Linked DNA regions of Mus musculus: all the other regions are linked to region 3. Evidence: chromatin contacts called from public HiChIP or PLAC-seq and promoter capture Hi-C data. All regions are on one chromosome and are shown on one strand. The core of a region is the stretch at or near the end of the contact, and the rest is flanking DNA. Distances in the headings are between cores, read along the strand shown.

What was found. Promoter capture Hi-C pulls out the DNA fragments that hold promoters and counts their contacts. HiChIP or PLAC-seq counts read pairs in DNA pulled down with a chosen protein or histone mark.
Region 1: an HNF4G HiChIP or PLAC-seq map of pancreatic cancer cells shows a contact between it and region 3. The contact joins the promoter of Napb here to the promoter of Kiz in region 3. A contact is called at or near these places in 1 of 39 promoter capture datasets (liver) and 1 of 115 datasets of contacts at active chromatin or transcription factors (pancreatic cancer cells).
Region 2: a promoter capture Hi-C map of embryonic stem cells shows a contact between it and region 3, with 3 times the contacts expected there. The contact joins the promoter of Nxt1 here to the promoter of Kiz in region 3. A contact is called at or near these places in 7 of 39 promoter capture datasets (the 3T3-L1 cell line, embryonic stem cells, hippocampal neurons and 3 more), 5 of 484 Hi-C or Micro-C datasets (CD4 T cells, CD8 T cells, the G1E-ER4 cell line and 1 more), 1 of 115 datasets of contacts at active chromatin or transcription factors (large pre-B cells) and 2 of 9 other capture datasets (adipose tissue and liver).

Annotation. Positions count from the first base shown.
Region 1 is chr2:148,731,088-148,735,077 of GRCm38.p6, forward strand. It overlaps Napb (N-ethylmaleimide sensitive fusion protein attachment protein beta), which reads right to left and starts at 1,333. Exons shown (of 11, transcript NM_019632.3): 1 at 1,179-1,333. The coding sequence starts at 1,276.
Region 2 is chr2:148,669,514-148,673,901 of GRCm38.p6, forward strand. It overlaps Nxt1 (NTF2-related export protein 1), which reads left to right and starts at 3,102. Exons shown (of 2, transcript NM_019761.6): 1 at 3,102-3,322.
Region 3 is chr2:146,853,690-146,857,697 of GRCm38.p6, forward strand. It overlaps Kiz (kizuna centrosomal protein), which reads left to right and starts at 2,191. Exons shown (of 14, transcript NM_001033298.4): 1 at 2,191-2,354. The coding sequence starts at 2,233.

The sequences.
Region 1 (3,990 bases), core at 83-2,582, 1.9 Mb after region 3:
TAAACTGTATCAATGTGACTCTAAGCATTTCCTGGAGATGCAAACATAATGGGGCTCAATTAAACTATTATATAATAATTAATGTAATTAGTAGTCAGATGAATGAAGTAAAAATAAAAGTCAAAGTTCACTGGGTACATTTTCAGCACTTAAGTGTCTATACTGAATTTTTACAGAAACTGCGTCTCACAATGCAGCAGTTTAGTATGTACCTCTAGTCCCTCTCGATAATTAAAATCTGTTCTTGGTACAGATCTTTCACTTTCAAATGGGAGAAAAAAAAGAAGAGGCACACGTAATTTCTACCGCTGTCATAAACAGCTGAATCATTCGCATAATCAACAGCCCAGAATTCTTCCACAAGCTCTCAGGGCAGGTTTTGCTTTTTGAAAGCTCAGAATGTAAACCAAACCCTTCCCTACCAAGATATGTAAGAATTAACAAAATCACGGGATTCCCAAAGGATACTCTGACTTTAAAAAGGAGCAATGTTACATACAGTTCATCAAACGGGAAGCCTGAACTACGGATACAAGTCACTCTGGCAAATGAAAAACACACCAAGGAGGATATGATTTCAAGGCCCTTGAGCCAAGGCCAGCGGGCAAGTGCCCGGGATACAGGGGCGCAGACTTCGCGCTCCCCACGAGCCACCAGCTGCTGCCAAACTCCAGGTTGAATTCCAGAACCTCACAGTCCTGGCTCCCCCGGGGGATTTACGGGCCCAACCAGGGGAAATGAATAAATCTGGTCCACCAGGAGGGGTGGCATCCTTGAAGAGGCAGCTTGGCGCGGACCCTGGAGCTAGCACCGGACCGTTGGCGACGCATGGGACTTGGGGGACCACAGAGATCTCCGAGGACGCGTAGGTGTTCTGGGTTGTTTAAGGGTGCCTGGGGATTGTGAGCTAGAGGTTCTCCGGGTGTGGGTGAGGGGTGTCCAAGGCCTGAGGATCCCCAAAAGGTTCTGGGGCTTGCAGTGTGTGCTGACTGGAGAGACACCCCAGACACGGCCCAAGGGATGCGATGAGGCCCTGGATGCTACGGGACCCAAAACAGAGCGTGGGCCACTGGGAATCCCGTAACCCTAAGCAGTTGCGCGGGGTACTCTGCGGTGGCAGCCGGCTGGGCAGGGGATCGGGCACCAAGACCCCTAAGGGCAAGACCTCTGGCGCTCACCCGAACAACCCTCGGAGGAAAGAGTGGGAAGCCTTCACTCGCTTCTCGGCCTCCGCCATAAGCTGGACCGCTTCTCGCTCCTTCCCTGCGTTGTCCATGTCACCCGCTGCAGCCAAAGCCTCCTCTGCTGACTAGCTAGGCTCCCGGGACGACTTAGCCCTCCCTCCAGCAGGTGCGGACACGCAGGCGCGGCACGCGTGGCCTTTCGGGATCTGTAGTCCTACATTCCACCTTAATGCCAGTTTGTCAGAGACCACAACTACAGTTCCCAGCAGGCTGCTGGGCAGGGCCGGGCGTTCTCCCGGACTCCCTGGAGGAGGGGGAAGGGGCGTGGCCTTCTGGAGGGGTCTTGGGCCTTGGACCCTTGGAGGTAGACTTCAAGGTTGAGAGAGAGAAAGAAAGAGAGAGAGAGACAGAGATAGAGACAGAGACAGACAGAGAGAGGGAGACAGAGAGACACTCTACAAGCAATACTGCAAAATTTAATCTAATGCAGCAGTTCAGCTCAATTTAGTCAACCATGTGGTGCCCCACCTCCCAACTCTGCCAGAAAAGCAGCAACAGCTGGCCTAAAGAGCTATTTTTAATTTCTGACAGCAAGACATTAAAAATGCATCATCATCCCCAATATAAATTCAGAGTTGATTTTAAGCGTCCCCAAACTACAACTTTCCATTTGGTCCTCTTGTTTAAAAATGGATTGCATATCTTTCCTGTAGGCACAATCTACTCTTGTTATTGACTGAATTCTATTAAATGGCTATAAGCCAGTGAACTCTCTTATGCTTTACATAATGCTGGCTATAGTGGGTGGATCTTGACAAAATTCCTGTCTGCCAGGAAGACTTCTAATCTACTAAATATCCATAGATAGATGCAATCCTGTGCCAGTGACTTCTAGGCCTGTCCCAGAGGGAGGTGTTTTTTAATACAATGTCTAGACCATTTATGCTTGGCAGTGCTACTTCTTAGGTGGTGCAGCAAATAGAATTACTGCCAAATGAGAGTTTCTGATGATTTAAAACTCTTCATGAATACGCTGTAGGAACTGGCAAGCAGAATTTGTCTAAGAAAATGAAGCCTGTTTTCAGAGAACATAGCAAGAGCGTTTAAACTCCTGGAAACAAGCTACCAAAACTGATGTCACAGTGTGGCATGATCCAACCATAGCAGGATGCTCTCAAGATAGAGGGGAATATCGGCTCTTGGTGCATAGTTTTTTTTACAACTACTATGAGCTTGTTTTTTTGTTGTTGTTTTTTTTTTCACTTTGGAGAACTGATTTGCAAGTTTGGAGCAGGAGGGTAGACGGAGGTAGGAAATTGGAGGTGGCAGTGGATGTTGGATTGAAGAGAGAAAAATTGCAAAAAGTGAACCAACATTGGCATTTGAAAAGGAGTCAGTTGGGGAATTTGGTGGATTGAGTCAACTCCTAAGCATCATGGGCAGCAGCAGTGTGTTGATCAGAGCAATTCCCAACCCTGGCTGAATGGAACAACTCTGCAGGATAGTCAAGAAATATTGATCCCTCTGCCACTAGTCTTTGGTGTCCAGATCTCCACTCTACCCTATTCTGGAGTTAATCATTCTAAATTCTAAAGCTTTGGATGAAAAGGAACCAGAATACATTCTCCCAAAGCACACCTCAAAAACCAGACATTTCACTCATCTGCCTTTAATGGATGCTCATTCATTCAGACTGTGGCACCTACCTTACAGTGGCTCTGGGCACATCCTATTCAATGGACATTCCGGATACATTCAAGCTGAGTGAATACAAAGAAGAGTAGATTAGAAGGTTAAAGGCCCACTCTCCATATCAAACAGTCCATAGAGGTTATCCCACCCAGCAGGACTCAGTTATTCGTGGGTTCGAGGGGGACTGCAAACCTGGGCGGAAATGGGAGGGAGAGAAAGGAGAAGCCGAGACCAAGAAGGGATTCCTATCAAGGTCTCAGTTTATTAGGCAGAAACAGTGGTTCTTAAAGCATACATCGAGGGGAATAGGGAGGGATTGAGGGGGAATTAACAAAGAACAAAGAAGTGGGCATCTGGGGACATGAAGGCCGAAGTCAGGCTCCAGGTGGCAGGCATTCTTCGTCTTATCTCCGGAATTCGAATCCTCCTTAACAGCCTTGGGTGTCAGTCCGGGCTCAGCAAGTAACTCGTGTCCTTGGATGTCATGGGAATCAGGAAGAGATAAGGAAGAATTCAGCTTTTACAGCCTCAGGTGCCAGAAAGGGAACAGGGAGAAGGAAGTGATGAGCAGCTCCTAGCACAAGGTCATTTGGCTTGTCAGGGTGGGAGACTGTGAAAGGCTTTTTCTCACGGTATGGTCTCCAACATAGAGGCATGACTGAACTCATCTGAAATCCCCAGTTCTAACAGAAAATGACGTTCGTGAGTAGAGGATGTGGCCATCTGCCTGTTGCTAGAGTTGTAGGTAGAGTAGGGCCACCTTTTATAACCAAGCCTCAACAGTAAAGAATGGTGTGACACTTTTCTACACCGAAGCAAAGAGGTAAAGCTAGCCTACATACAGGGAGGGGAATTGGATGATATTTCTTGATGAGAGGGACTCAACCTTGTTTATTTGTTTGCTGTTTTGTTTTGTTTTTTTCTGGGACAAGGTCTCTCTGTAATACTGGTTGTCCTAGAGCTTGCTACATAGGCCAGGCTGACCTTAAAGGCAGTTTTAAGCCACCACAGATAGGTTAGAGGAAGTCAGTCAACAGCCTGGTCCACCCTGGTAGTGCTGACCATGTTGTATGTCTGGAGACCCCCAAGCTGAGAAATAGAATCACCTCTGGTG
Region 2 (4,388 bases), core at 1,852-4,351, 1.8 Mb after region 3:
ATTTCTTTAAAGTTCTACTTTTATTTTATTTCATTGTATGTGTGTGAGTGTTTTGCTCTCTACAGAACAATCTTTTGAAGACATTTCTCAGGTGAGCATGGACCCTAGTTTATGTCAAGCTGACAAGAAGAAAAAAATCTAAACAGTACACATCTCTTTAAGCAATTGCTGTTCAGTCTTGTCCATAGACCCTAGGAGTTACCTTCATAATCCCTGTTGTTTACTCTACTAGCAACTTTTCCATAAAGACCTTTTGACTTAAATCAGCCAAAACTGGCTTCTTGCACTTTGCAAATACTGATATAGATGTCCCATTTTGACCACACAAAGAGGCTCTGTAGCCATGTATGACCCTTTCCCTCATTTCAGGTGGCTGGTACCAGAGTTAGGAAAAGGTGCACCTGAGACTTAATCAACAGCAGCCATTACAACCTTCTCAGGCAAACAGCACCATCACAGGGAGCATTTCCATGTAATGTCTACAGAAGCAACATTCTCAGGTGTCTACATTCTTTTCCTTGGCAATCGAGAAGGCAGAGGATAGACTTTATAAAACACTATCTGGCATTATTGACTGTACATCTTCCATGGCCCACCATAGCCTCCCACAGTTCAGTCCCTAAATGAGCTCACTGAAACACAGCCTCAGATCACCCTGGCCCACCAGAACTAAGATGGGCCTGCCCAGGTCAAGAGACAAGAAGAAACAGATGCAGTTCAGGTGGCAGTGTAATTGACACACAGCTGCCCAGACACTACACTGACCTCAAGTCACAGAGCTGCTTTGAAAACGTGCTGTTAAAATTCTATCCCAGGGAACAGCACTGACAGTAGGGGAGGAGAGCAAGCGTGTTGACAGATTTTAAGATCTATAAATCAGGCCCAACTCTGTGTGTGGACCAGATGGTGTCCTTCTTCCTCCTGGTCTGGCTCCATGTAGCAAATGGGAACACCGCTCCACAGCTGCTTAGGCCAGGATCATTTACCAAAACTGCTCATGTGATTGGGTAACAAATCCCACCGATCTGTCATATGGTTGTTCCAAATGTAAAAGCCAATCATTTCCTTAGGACTGTTGGCAAATGAAGTTACTGTGTACATAAAGTATAAAACATAATTCAGTTCTATTTCTGGATGCTAATTTGGACAGAGACCCATGTGAAGCTCTTCCCAAGAATATTATTAGTGTTCGTGCTTTACAGAGGAGGCAGCTGGTTACCAGGTAGGCAAACTCACATCACAATCACACTGATGATACCCAAAAGACACAGTGCTGAAGCTGCAAGTAACTATGTGTATGCCCAGCTTTCAACACTGACTCTAGAAACTGCCAAGTCCAAAATTGAAGAGTGGGCAAAGATTTTGCTTAGCATGCTGAGCAGGCCTTGTGTTCAACCACCATTACACAGACACTCACACATACACTGAAGGTGACAGTCCTAACACTCACTGACGGTCTGGACATGAGATATTATTTATGTCAAGTTGACAAGGGATGGATTGTAGTGGTTATTCCTGGTTGTCAGTTTGGCTATATCTGGAATGAACTACAATCCAGAATTGGAGGACACACCTGTGATCCAGATCTTGAGGCTGGAAGACACAAGTTTCTAACCTGCATCTTGGCATGGAGATTTTGGGGCATAGTGGCCATGAAAAGTTTAGGCTAAACAAGGTAGTACACACCTTTAATGCCAGGAGATTGAGGCAAGGAGAACCCTGACTAATATGGGGGTGGTGGAATGGTGGAGGAGGGGGAGGGGGAGGGGAGAGAAAGAGAGAGAGAGGGGAGGGGAAGGGGAGAGAAAGAGGGAGAGGGGGGAGGGGTGGAGGAGAGGAAGGGGAGAGGGAGAGAGAGAGAGAGAGAGAGAGAGAGAGAGAGAGAGAGATTCTATCCTCTAGAGAACCTTGACGAATACGCTCAACTGTGTCAGTGGCCAGTCCTTTAGAATCAGAGGCATCTCTAATCTCCCAAATTCAAGGGCTACTGAAAGAATAAAGGTCAAGTTCTCCCTCAGGAAAAGTCCTGGGACCTACCACTACTTTATCCCCAGGTTTACTACATATTTTTGTGTAACTACTGCTCCAAAGGCACTTATTCATCCTTGAAACTCAGACTCCAACTTAATTCTTTCAATAATGAAAACTTTTCACTCACTTAACTCCAGTGGGAAGTGACCTATATTGAACAGCCATTCTCGTTTCTTAAATCTAAAAACAAATGTTCCCTTAGTAACATGAGCAAAAGGAGCCGAGAGGTTGGTAACAAAATACAGATTAAAGTACTTAATTGAACAAAGCCACTTACAAACAGCTCTCCTAGCCGGGCAGATGAAGCAAAGAATCAGGTCTCAGCAAAGTTAGCTCTTTGGGTTTTGATACACGAAGCAGTTTCCCAATTTCCCACGCGAAATGGCTCCATTTCTATGCTAGGTATCTAGACAGCTCCAGATTAAAACAAATTCAGTGTCTTAAATGAGGTGGTACTGCGCCGCAGCTGGAGCCAGCAGGAAACTCAATTTGCACTGCATAGAAAGTCAACTACCATTGTCCCCTTGCCCGCCTCTTCGACCTCAGTTCTCACTAGACTAAAATTTGTTCTCTTATAAGTTCATCTGCTTGTCAACTCTAAGTAGCTTCACCTTAGGAAGGGTGCGCTCAGCTAAGATATTTGACCATATTTGACCACAAGGACTTCCACAGACTCTCAGATTTAGCCTTCCACCGGGTTCCTACACTACGGGTGTCTATGTGCTGGGTTCAGTCCAGAGCCTTATTGAAGCCATGCTGTTGTCTCCCTAGTTAGCATCAACCAGTGAAGCTCCACGTTGAAGCTTCACGAGTCTCCACAAGATATCATCCCAACACACACAGAAGAAGGGAGCCAGATCTAGCAAAGACAGATATCTCTTATTAACCAAGCCTTCCACAGCTAAGCGCGTTGACTCCACCCTCTCCACAACATCCAATCAGAGCTCCCTCAACCGGATCTTCTAGGATAGTGCCTAACCCGGAACCTACACTGTCTTTGCCGCCACACCTGGGCGGAGCCAAGTTTTCTACTGGCTCGCGTAGCTGCCCGTCGCGGGGAGGCGGGAGTCGACGGGAACCGGGATGCTAGCGCCTGCGCACATTGCAGCTTGCGGCGCGCGGGAAGCCACTACCGGCGCTTAACCGTTCCTCGCCTCCTGGACGTCGGCTTCTCAGGCGGAGCCTCTGGGAGGAAGAGGAGAACAGGAGAGAAACTCTTCTGGCCCGGGACCGCGACCGGGGCGGAACCCGGGACCGAGTCGCCTTGGCGGCGCTGACCGAGATCGAGCAGGTAAGTGAGCGCTCCTGCCTGGCCGTCTGGCAACGCCGCGGCACCAGGGACCTCTTCCCTTTTCTTAGGCTCAATAAGACATGGATGTTGTCCTTTCCTCCACGTGGTGTCTCTGCAACCTGGCATCAGGCTTTTTTATGTGCAGAACCGTGGCGGTGAGTTTGCCATACCCGGAGGAGAGCAGCAGTTTGGGGCCGGGGGATGTAAGAAGCGACTCCCAGCTGGAAATGAGGCCCGGGGCACGGCTGCCGTTTCTGAGGTCCAACTCCAGGAAACTACAGTATGAACCATGGGAGTGGAGCATCTTTCTGACTCTCACTCTACTATGTTTCGGTCGTACTGCTCTCTCCTTAAGAGAGAAAGATGACCGGGTTCTGTGGGTAGCTGAGGACCAGAAATAGGGGTGATCATCTTTGGGGGCGTGACCAATGTTAGGGCGAAGCATTGTGGCCTAAAGAAGTGGGGATGAGGTGGTTGGACAGAGAAATATGGTTACCTTGGAGAACATTGTTAAGCCAGCATCCCTAGAGCTGTTTTCATATAGAACTGCTTTCAAAAAAATCCTGGAACTTAGTAAGCATAGCTCTGACTCCCTTGCTTCCGTAGAATGAAGCAAGTAAGTTTGTAACTCTTTTTGTAAAGTTGTTACAGTGACTTGTGCAATGATGATTGAGGGAATGTACCTAAACTACTAAGCAAACAGCACTTCAGATTGATTGTTGAGTCGGAGGACCTTGGTGAGAGAGTGGCAAGAGCAGTATCAAGCTGGCTCCGAATTCATCTATAGGGCCAGCTTCCTCCTTGCTCTGTGTGGAATCCATCGTTCATAAACTGATAAGCTTAAAAAAATGAAACCGGGCATGGTGGCGCACGCCTTGAATCCCAGCACTTGGGAGGCAGAGGCAGGCGGATTTCTGAGTTCGAGGCCAGCCTGGTCTACAAAGTGAGTTCCGGGACAGCCAGGGCTACACAGAGAAACCCTGTCTCGAAAAACCAAAAAAAAAAAAATGTTGGCCCAGGCATGGTCGTGCACACCTTTATTCCCAGCACAAAAGGCAGAGGCGGA
Region 3 (4,008 bases), core at 941-3,440:
AGGCCTGCTCTTGTCCCTTCCTGACCACTTAATGTGAGGTCGAGTGGATGCCCATGGCAGTTCACACACAACTCCTAGAACACAGTCCCAGGTACCCAGAATCCAGGCATTTCCAACTCAGAGGGTCCCAGACTGCTCTCCAGAGTCTTCAAAGATCTCTTTCCTGGGCCGTTCTTATAAGGAACCATCACTAGTATTTAGCTTTAGGCCAAAAGGAGGCTGAGACAAACATATGGATACAGATGGGATTGGTCGAATGGGGAGAAGGCCGGGCACATGGATCCCTACTGTGAGTGAGGTGTGTCTCATCATGCAACCCTGAAATTAGGGAATTATTAATTTAATTAGGGTGGAAAATTAGGGGGTGGATTAGGAAAGAATCAGAGAACTAAATTCCACATATTTAGGAACATGGACTGTATTTCCATGTTCTTAAAAAGGTATATTGGTCAAGGCAGGAGCAGAGACCCTATTTTGCTTATAGCCCATTATGCTGATTTATGACATTTTAATTCAATGAAGCGCACACGTGTGCATGTTTGTGTGTGTGTGTGTGTGTGTATGCATGTGTGTTAGAGTGTACAAGTAGAGGTTAGAGAACAACTCTTGGGAATCAAATCAAACTCAGATTGCCATACCTGCAAAGAAAGCATGTTTCATTTGCTGGGCCATCGTCTGGTCCACATGTTTTTGTTTTTAAGCCAAGGTCGGTCAGGCCCGCCTGGAATTAGAGATCCTCCTGCCTGTCCCCTTGAGTCCTGAGATTACATGGATATATTCTACCTTTCAGCATTTAGGCAGACAGTATGAGGAAGGAAGGATAGGCAAAATCATAATTTAGGGTTGCTGACTTGACCATTTCGTTGCTTCCCCTAATGCCAGTATGGTACTATAAGTCAGAGCGCAATGGACATGTGCAGTGTATAGTGAGCATGTTATAGTGGGACAAGACACGGACACATGCCGTCAGAAGCAGCTTAGATTTATTATGCCTTGATTTTTCAATTGAGTTTTGGTCATTACACATTCAGGAACGGTTTACTGTTGCTGAACTTTTTGACACACAGCTCCCTATCCCTAACCCATTCAGATATGGTGCAATCCCCATGGAGTCCTGACACACTATTAAAGAAATGTTGGTGTCAGGGATGCTTTGCATGAAAATAAAACTACCGACTTGAGAAAAGAGACATAAAATTAAAAGTCTAGGATAAGGAACCACATTGACTACAAGTACGTGTGTACATTTTTTTTTTTTTAATTTCCTATTCCAAGTGGGTTTTAGAATCCAGTTGTCTTTCTTCAGGAAGCCTTTTGCCATGTTGATGGAGGCAAGAATAAAGACTGATTCTGTTCTGGGCCTTTATAACCAGTAGTTCCTCTGAACTGATCTAAGGTTAAGTTAGTCTTGCTGTAATAGTCTGCCCAATTCACTCTGGGGCACCTAGGCTTTTTGTATGGTCACAGCTGAGTTGTGGGACATAGGGTTTATGCCAATGTAGTCTGGCTGGGGGCCTTGTTGGAGAATTGACTGCAGAAGTAAACGGTTTGATTCACAAGGACCTAGTTAGAAACCAAATCTTTCTCCCCTGAAAGGGCTGATGGCAACCTGAGCATTGAAAAACATTCCAGCGTGGGATGGCATATTTGGTTTCTTTGTTTGTTTGTTTTATTTTGTTTGGGGGTGGGGTTTGGTGTTTTGAGACTAGGTTTCTCTGTGTTGTCTTTGTTGTCCTGGAACTCACTCTGTAAATTAGACTGGCCTCGAACTCAGAATTCCTACTGCCTCTGCCCGTAGTGCTGAGATCAAGGGCATATTTGCGGTTCTTAAATTTTGTTTTCTTCTAGCTTTTTGTTTTGCTTTCTAAGTGCTGGTATCAAAACAATCTTGTCACAGGGTCTCTCACTGCAAATTCTAGGAAGGTAAATAAGAAACTGCATCTGATAAAATGAATGCGTGTAGGACGGATTCTGTAGGGGAAGAGAAACACAGCGGTAGCAGAGAGAACGTGACACAGCTCCCTTGTCTTCTCCCTGTACCACCAGGGCTGCTCCACCCTTGCCAGTCTCTCTGTCTTCGCCCCTCCCGGACCCACACCGCGGCTAACCCCGCCTCCTCGGCGCCCCGCCCTTCGCCCCGCCCTCTTCAGGCCGCTAGGCGCCTTGTTTACCCGCGGTGCATGTTGGGGCGGTCTCCTTGGGCAACGCTGGCCCGCCAGCTGCCCTGTGGCAATGCCGCGAGGGCGCGGTGGCGGTGGTGGTGGCCTGCGCCAGGCCTCCGCCACCTCTGCGCCCTTGGCGAGCCCCAGCTACTACGAAAGGGTGGGCCAGCTCCAGCAGGCTCTGCGGGACAGGTACGGCCGCGGGACGGGGCAGGGAGTCAGCGGCGCCACTGAGAGCATCGGGGTACGGTGTCCGGCCCACTTCCCGCCAGTGGTTCACTAGTGTTGGAACTCGCCTGCGACCCCCAACTAGCCCCAGAAGGGGTTAGGAGCACAACTTTACCACGGATGCCCCTTGTTTGAAAGCGCAGAGAGACTGTAATCTCTCATGACAACCAAAGCCAGGTCCCTCAGCCTGCGGATGCGGCCGGAAGTGAGAGTGGGAGTTTTTTTGCCTGCCAGTCTTGATCAAACCTTGTGAATTTCTTTAGTCCTCTCTAGTCCTACATGCCCCCTCCTCACTCTCTCTTCAAGTTGTCATCCTACTTTGACAGCCGCACTGCATCAAAGATGACAGGTCCAGGAACGCAGGCTGGAATGGTGTGTGTGTGTGTGTGTGTGTGTGTGTGTGTGTGTGTGTGTGTGTGTGTGTGTGTGTGTTTGCGCGCGCGCTGTAGTCTTTTAGAAGTGTCTGGGGCTGACTAAATTTCTAGTAAAAGGATGAAATTTTCAACGGGTTCAGCTTCGAGGGTTGGGATTGCCTTTGATTAAGACATGAAAGATGAGAACCATTGGAAAAAGCTAGATCTAAGAATGCATAAATAGAAAAAAGTACAAAGCAATTGACTATAAATAACCACATGGAAAGATAAGTTGTTGGAACACTTATTTAGCTGCCAAATTAATTGGACTTAGAAATCTCATTAGTTGACAAGAAAGGAAATAGATTTTTGGATCTTTTGATAAACAAAACATTTAGTGGGTGTTAAAGTTACAGAATCATTCAGAAGGAACAGGAGGGCTGTAACAATTCTAAGATCATAACAGTAATTGCAGGTGAGGTAAAGTAAGTGATTTTTCAAAGGAATTGCATCTTACACTAGACTTAATTTTTGCCAATTACTTGTTAAGTAACTCCCACGGGCCCTAACTCTTCTTTCCGTGTTTTATCTTCTTTCTACATCCGTTTTTTTTTTTTTTTTTTCCTTCTGACACAGTCCTGCTCACCTACTCTAGGGATCTCTTAATCTCCCACTTAAGAAAAAAAAAATTAACCATTTAGGCGTATGTTGGTGGTGGTCTATGCTGAAGAGACAGAAATAGGAGGACCACAGGTTCAAGGCCAGCCTGGGATACAAGCCAGCCAGGGCAGCATAGTGAGAACCTATCTCCAACACACACACACACACACACACACACACACACACACACACACACACCTTTATTTTTCCTACAGAGCTTTTCTTTTCTCAATACTTTCTAATGTTTGCACCTTCAGTGTGCTTAGTGAGATCTCAGAGAGAATACAATAGAGAGAGAGAGAATGTGTGTGTGTGCATGCACAAGCACGTGTGCACATGCGAGCTCAAGTGTGCCTACATTGAGAATTTTAGGTGAGAAGCAACACCTTTTGCTCACTGTGTAGTACAATGGTGGAGGAGGTGTTTTTGTAAAATGTTTGAATTTATGGGTTAAATCCAAAAGTCAATTAGCCAGCGTCTAGGTGTTACAAATGCCTTATGTGGAATGCCATCACCTCATTGTCACTGAATAATGATCTTTTTTCCAGTTACCCAAGGTGGTGGTATTAGATCTCTGCATATATATATGTGTACACATATATATA